Linked DNA regions of Mus musculus: region 2 is linked to region 1. Evidence: chromatin contacts called from public HiChIP or PLAC-seq data. All regions are on one chromosome and are shown on one strand. Each heading gives the region's core, a stretch centred on a gene start, on an enhancer-like site or on the middle of the called end of the contact. The rest is flanking DNA. Distances are from core to core; before and after follow the strand shown. Region 1 holds the start of Plekhg6 (pleckstrin homology domain containing, family G (with RhoGef domain) member 6). Region 2 overlaps Vwf (Von Willebrand factor).

Evidence for each region. HiChIP or PLAC-seq counts read pairs in DNA pulled down with a chosen protein or histone mark.
Region 2: an H3K27ac HiChIP or PLAC-seq map of trophoblast stem cells shows a contact between it and region 1, with 6 times the contacts expected there. The contact joins the enhancer-like site here to the promoter of Plekhg6 in region 1. A contact is called at or near these places in 6 of 39 promoter capture datasets (the 3T3-L1 cell line, embryonic stem cells, hippocampal neurons and 2 more), 42 of 484 Hi-C or Micro-C datasets (the AML12 cell line, the C2C12 cell line, the CH12 cell line and 26 more), 15 of 115 datasets of contacts at active chromatin or transcription factors (embryonic basal ganglia, embryonic stem cells, extraembryonic endoderm stem cells and 4 more) and 2 of 9 other capture datasets (adipose tissue and liver).

Annotation. Positions count from the first base shown.
Region 1 is chr6:125,379,125-125,382,010 of GRCm38.p6, reverse strand. Plekhg6 (pleckstrin homology domain containing, family G (with RhoGef domain) member 6) reads left to right here and starts at 1,507. Exons shown (of 17, transcript NM_198604.2): 1 at 1,507-1,661; 2 at 2,035-2,256.
Region 2 is chr6:125,583,228-125,586,113 of GRCm38.p6, reverse strand. All of the region lies in intron 6 of Vwf (Von Willebrand factor), which reads right to left. Among named protein-coding and RNA genes, the nearest start is that of Vwf, 32 kb to the right of the region's middle. Within about 2 kb of position 1,508, at least 52 of the 459 cell types and tissues checked have an H3K27ac peak or open chromatin away from gene starts, as enhancers often do. A contact at or near this core is called in differentiating embryonic stem cells, embryonic stem cells, extraembryonic endoderm stem cells and 4 more, where this site is marked.

The DNA of each region.
Region 1 (2,886 bases), core at 258-2,757:
AGCACCAACTGGTTCATTAACTCTCTCTCTCTCTCTCATGGCTACTCATCATCCCTGGATATGTCTTCCTCTTCTCCTGGCCCCCCACAGTGTGAATGCTAGGAACAGGCAAAACCTGCATTCTTGACAAACATGGTTCTCATCCAACTCCTTCTCCGCTCCCCCCCCTACACACACACCTGGGGGGGCAGAAGGCAGGATGGAGGCAACCACAGGTCAGGACAGCTCCTCTGTAACACTGAGACCTCACAACATCATATTCTAAAAAAGTACACTGAAGGACAAATCTGTGACTGGGAACAGGAACACACATTCAAGCAACCGATGGCAAAGATGCCTCTCCAGGCTGAAAGGAGCCATGGGAGAGGGTGAGAATTAGAGGTGTTTTTGTTTTGTTTTGTTTTGTTTTTGTTTTGTTTTGTTTTTGTTTTGTTTTGTTTTGTTTTTCCTCTGAACACAGGGAGACACTTCTGAAAGGGTTTTGTGTACTTCGGGATGCTTTGTGTGGTAAGAGGTTGCACCAGACCCAGTCTAGTCCATTGGCGGAAGGAAGATCCCAAAGTGGACCTCAGACCTGCCCATCTCCCCGCCCCCTCCCCCCCCCCCCCACCGAGACTTCCACCTCTGGATCACACATCCATGGGATGATATAACTCTCAGTTCTTCCCTCAGACCAGACGACAGGACTTGGGAATGTGGGGGCGGGGGGGCGGGGATGCCTTTCACATCACGCCCAGCCAGTGCTGTACCACTTCGGAGAAACTGTTCAGTCTGTGTAGCCCTTGGGAAGGCCACACTGGCCCAAGTGCAGTCCGGTGGGAGGGTACCCTCCCCTGGTATGCCCCCTCCCTCCAGGCTTAAGTAATGAGAGTAGTGTTGGGTATGGTCTAAGCTTGGCCCCTGATGCCTCCCTCAATAAGACACAAAGTCCACAGAACCTTCCTCCCTGTTGCCAGGGCAGGCCAGCAGGTTCACTGGAGATAAGGGCTACACTTTGGACTCCATGGCCAGAGGACAGCCATGGGGCTGAGAATCCTTGGGCCTCCGCCCTTCCTGATGCTAGGCTGGCTCCCTTTCAGGGTAACGGTCTAGGACAGGCAAGAGGGGCCTGGTGCAAACAAGGGATGTGTACCTGCCACAGGTCGCTTGGTCATTACCTCACCGCCTCCGCATAGCGGCGCCCAACCTTTCATTTATCCCTCATTACCCTGGCGCCTGGCAGGGGTCTGGCCGGGAAGGGAGGACACGCTGGTGGCCTGCGGGTGGCACAAGGTTCCAGCCCCTGGCCCCGACCAGGTGACAGATTGCTGGTTAGTTCAGGTGCAAAAGAAAGGGAAAGGTGCGCACCGAGAAGTGAGCACTCCTGGTCTGGGGTTGGTGTACGGAGAGTCCGGCTCCCTACCCTCTCTGTCCGGGTGACCAGGACCGCGACGCTGCAAGGCCCGCAGGGAGGGGGAGGTGCCAGCCCACGTCCCGCCCCTCTGCCTCCACCTTCACCTCCCTTCCCGGCCCCGTGCTGCCTGGTCCCGCGGGCCGCTCGGTCCTAGTCCCAGGCTGGGACAGTGGGGCTGCCATCGCCAAGGAAGCTGACAACGACCCAGATTTCCACAGTATCCAGCGGACGTCAAGGACAGCGGAAGCTCGGACACCTGCGCTCACAGGTGAGCACTTGGGAGGGCGAGTGCCGGGCGGCCAGGGAACCGGGGATCTGGGACAGGGTCGCGGGGCCTCAGAAGGAGGAGGGAAGGAGGCTGGGTACGAGGGAGGGAGAAAAGCTGGGCCTGGGAAAAGATAGAAAAGGTGGACGTGGGGAGAGATAGTAAGGGGGAGGGAGAAGGAGGGGCGGGGGACTGCCTTCGGGGGCTGGACTGTTGTTGTCCCGGGGCGGGAGACACAATGAACAATCTCCTCTGCGAGTAAGTCAGAGTAAGCTAGGAGAGAGAAATGGGAGGTTTCTAGAGCCCAGTTGGTGGGAAACCAACCCCTGTATAGGGTTCTTGAGTCCAGTTCCCATTAAGGGCCTCTTCCCTTCAGGCCCTGCCCACTGCAAGGGATGGGTCTTCCATCCAGGCTTAGAAAGGAGGGGTGGAGTCCTGCATCTGACTTCCAGCTCTATCCCTGGTGGTGCCCTCGGCGGCCAGGAAAGGAGCTTAGTGGGAGACCAGCGGGCTGCCTCAACTAGGGGCATCCCTCCAGACCCTGTCTGACAGCTCTCCTGACTTCGCCAGATTGTACGTGGACGTGTGGGGTTTCCAGGTAAGGCATGTACAGACTTCTCAGTAAAGGGACAGAAAAGCTATATTGTAGAGTCTCTTGTCTATTGAGTCTCAGTTGCGACTAACTGAAAAGCAGCCAAGGATGGCCAGCCGACCAGTAAGGGTGGCTGGCTGGCTGAACCGTGATAAAACTAGCTGTAACTCATGGAGTGTGAACTGGGTGTATTGTTCTCTTTCCCCAAATATTATTTTTCCTTTTTTGCCCCCCCCCATTATTTAAAAATGTAAACGTTGCAAAGCATGATAGAATACATCTGTGATCATAGCACTCTAGAAACTGAGGCAGGGGGATGCAGAGTTGGAAGGTAGCCTAGACTGGGTTACACTGTGTGTCAGCCTGGGCTATATTAAGAGGTCCTCCTATCTCAAATCAGAAAATAAAATAAAAGCCGTTCTTAACCCATAGTCTGTTCCAACATGAGAAACCCACTTGTCTGTCTCTAGTCAGCTTTACCTGTCCCAGTTCATGGTGTTTGTGCAGTGTTGACAAAGGTAATACAGGAAAGGAGACATCTAGGTACAAGAGACCGCCTTCTACCTGGGGCTATCTAGAGTGCTAGAGATTTCTGTGACCCTTGCTCCCAGCTGCTCTTGAGACTACAGCATCCTC
Region 2 (2,886 bases), core at 259-2,758, 200 kb before region 1:
TCCCAGACAAAGTAGCAAGGACTTAAGTTGAAGGGCAAGGAAGGAGGCTGAGGCCCTGAGGCTGTTGCCTTTCTGCAATGCTATCTGCCCATAAAAACCGCCACTCAGGGAACAGAGCCCTGACTCTTGCTGAGGACAGCTGAGGGTGTCCAGCTGCTCAGGTTCCTGCCTACCTGATTTCCCACCCACAGTTCGGAACTAGAAAGAAGAAAACAAAACACCTGAAAATCACAAGCCCATGAAAATCTACTGCTGCTCCACCCCCAGCCCAGGGCTCTCAGACAAGAGCAATCGCTCTGAGTCATTGTGTGACCGGCTCTTGGCATGGTAAGGAGGAGCAAGAAATTTTCCCCATGCAGGACACAGTAGCATCTATCCTCCCTGCCAGGAGTCCTGCCAGGGCAAGGGCTGCCTGGCCCATCCCCCATTGGCCCAGGTCAGCCCTTTCCAAAGGGAAAGTGGGAACAAGACTCTAGCATATTTCTTGGGAGGTCCCTGGAGGTATTAACTGGTTTGTAGAAAGCCACAGCAAGATGGGTGCTTTCGGGTTATTTCACTGCAGGAAGGGAGTGAGGTTTCTGTAGAAGCTGCCTTCTTAGAACAAATCCTTCGGCTATAGTTTCTCCCTCCACAGAAACAAAAAGAAGTCTGGGCCCTCATCTTCTCTTCCAGGCTTCCTCTGGTCACCCCCGTCCTCAACCTGGTCCACAGTCTGGTTGCTAGGCAGGCTTTTCAACAGCTGCCCAGTGCCACCTTCTCTGACCCCACAGCAGTACCCAGGGGCATATTTACCTCACAGTCTTAGCCACTTCCAGGCTTCTCTGTTCTAACTCAGGCAGCCCAGCCAGGACAAGTAAAGGCCTGAGATGACAGAGTGAAGTCCAAGGTGGATTTAATACCTGTGCTCCCAGCCTCCCAGCAGACACCATTCATTATATAGATGTTAAAATACTATACATACACTAGGTGGGTGGCCTCTAGATCTGCAGCACACAGACGGGGCTGGATATAAAAAGCAAACTATACCCCATTCCAATTTAAAGGGCAACATTTTAACTCAATAGGAAGGCAGGGAGGCTGGGCCCCAGGACTGGATTTCAGCCTTCCCCTCTCTTCCCATCCCCAACCCAGGCATTGCTGATGCCTTCCTGAAAACACCTTCATGTTTCCTTCCATTGGCATGTCTACTATATCGAGGCACTGTGTTTAGCACAATGAATGCAAAAGAAAATACACTGGGTAAATTCTCAAAACCTGAAGGGAGGAGAAGCCTAACCTCTCCCCCTGTCTGCATGTCCTCTCTGAAGCCCTCTGGGCCCGGTCCAGGAGCCACCTCTCCAGGAAGGCTTCCCCAAAGTTCCTCCTCTCTCATCAACTGCTGGGCACACCGCTCTTGAACTGCTACTACCCCTTTCTGTACCCGTCTCCTGAGTTTCCATACATGTGTTCCAAGGACAGAGATGTAAACACTGGGTCAATCCTAGCCGTAATAAATACTAGCATAACTTGCCTCCAGGGCCTAGGGTGTGGCATAGGCTGGTTTACATGCAGGCTGAAGGCTTCATCCCTACCTGGGGTGGCCTTCTCAGTTATGCTGCCTATTGTAACTGGAAGAAACCTGCAGCTGAGGTGTCAGGGAAAGCATTCCAAAGCCAGGCATACTCTGAGCTGGGTCTGGGTGCTGAGTAAAGACTTAGAGGCAAGCCAGGCAGCAGCTTTAATCCCAGCACTGCAGAGGCGGAGGCGGGGGCGGGGGCGGAGGCGGAGGCGGAGGCGGAGGCGGAGGCGGAGGCGGAGGCGGAGGCGGAGGCGGAGGCGGAGGCAGGAGGATCTCTGTGAGTTCAAGGCCAGCCTGGTCTACAGGGCAAGTTTCAGGACAGGCAGGGCTACACAGAGAAACCCTGTCTTGAAAAACAAACAAAAACAAACAGGGTAAGAGGAGACTAAACAAAGTGTTGCCCCCAGCCTAGAGTCCCAGCCTTCTGGGAGGTAGGAGAACCTTTAGGTAGTGGGGGCTGGCAAGAGAAAGTTAGGTCATTGGGGATGTGCCTACAAAGGGGAGATAGCACCCCAGGCTCCTTCTCTTGCTTCCTGGCCACCACAAAGCAAACACCCTCCTTAGCCACACACTCCCACTGTGGTGCACTGTACTTTTACAGGCCCATGCTGGTGGCACCAAATGACCATAAAACCCTGAAACCATGAACAAAAATAACTGTGCTGCTTATCAAATTGACTTCCTTTGGTATTTTGTTCCAGCGATGCTGAGCTGAGGCGCTAAGGATTATCTCTATGCGCCCTACCTTCCTGTGAGCATGTGCGAAGTCAAGAAAATTTGTGAATCCAGATCAAGAGGCCAGAAGAGTCAAGCCGGAGGCCTGAGCCAGTCATCCTTGGCCTCTGTCGGCCCTCCCAGTCAGAGGCTGCTGACCTAGAGAAGCCCAGCCACAATGCTTCACACAGCATCTCTGCTTCAACAGAAGGTTCCCATGAAATACAAACCCTGTCCTTCTTCTACCGCTGAGACCCTCTTCTAACCTGTGTAAATAAAGTTGTTGCAAAACCTGTGCATCTGGGCTGAAGAGATGGCTCAGCGGGTGGAGCACTGACTGCTCTCCCAAAGGTCATGAGTTCAAATCCCAGCAACCACATGGTGGCTCACAATCATCCTTAATAAGATCTGACGCCCTCTTCTGGTGTGTCTGAAGACAGCTACAGTGTACTTAGATATAATAATAAATAAATCTTTAAAAACAAAACAAAACAAAAACAAAACCCTGTGCATCTTTCACAAAATAGATCTTCAGAGACTTGTGGGGTAAGTAGAACTATGTTACCACCAAAGACTAGGAAGGTCGAGTGGGTTCAGAAACCCCAGTACCCTCA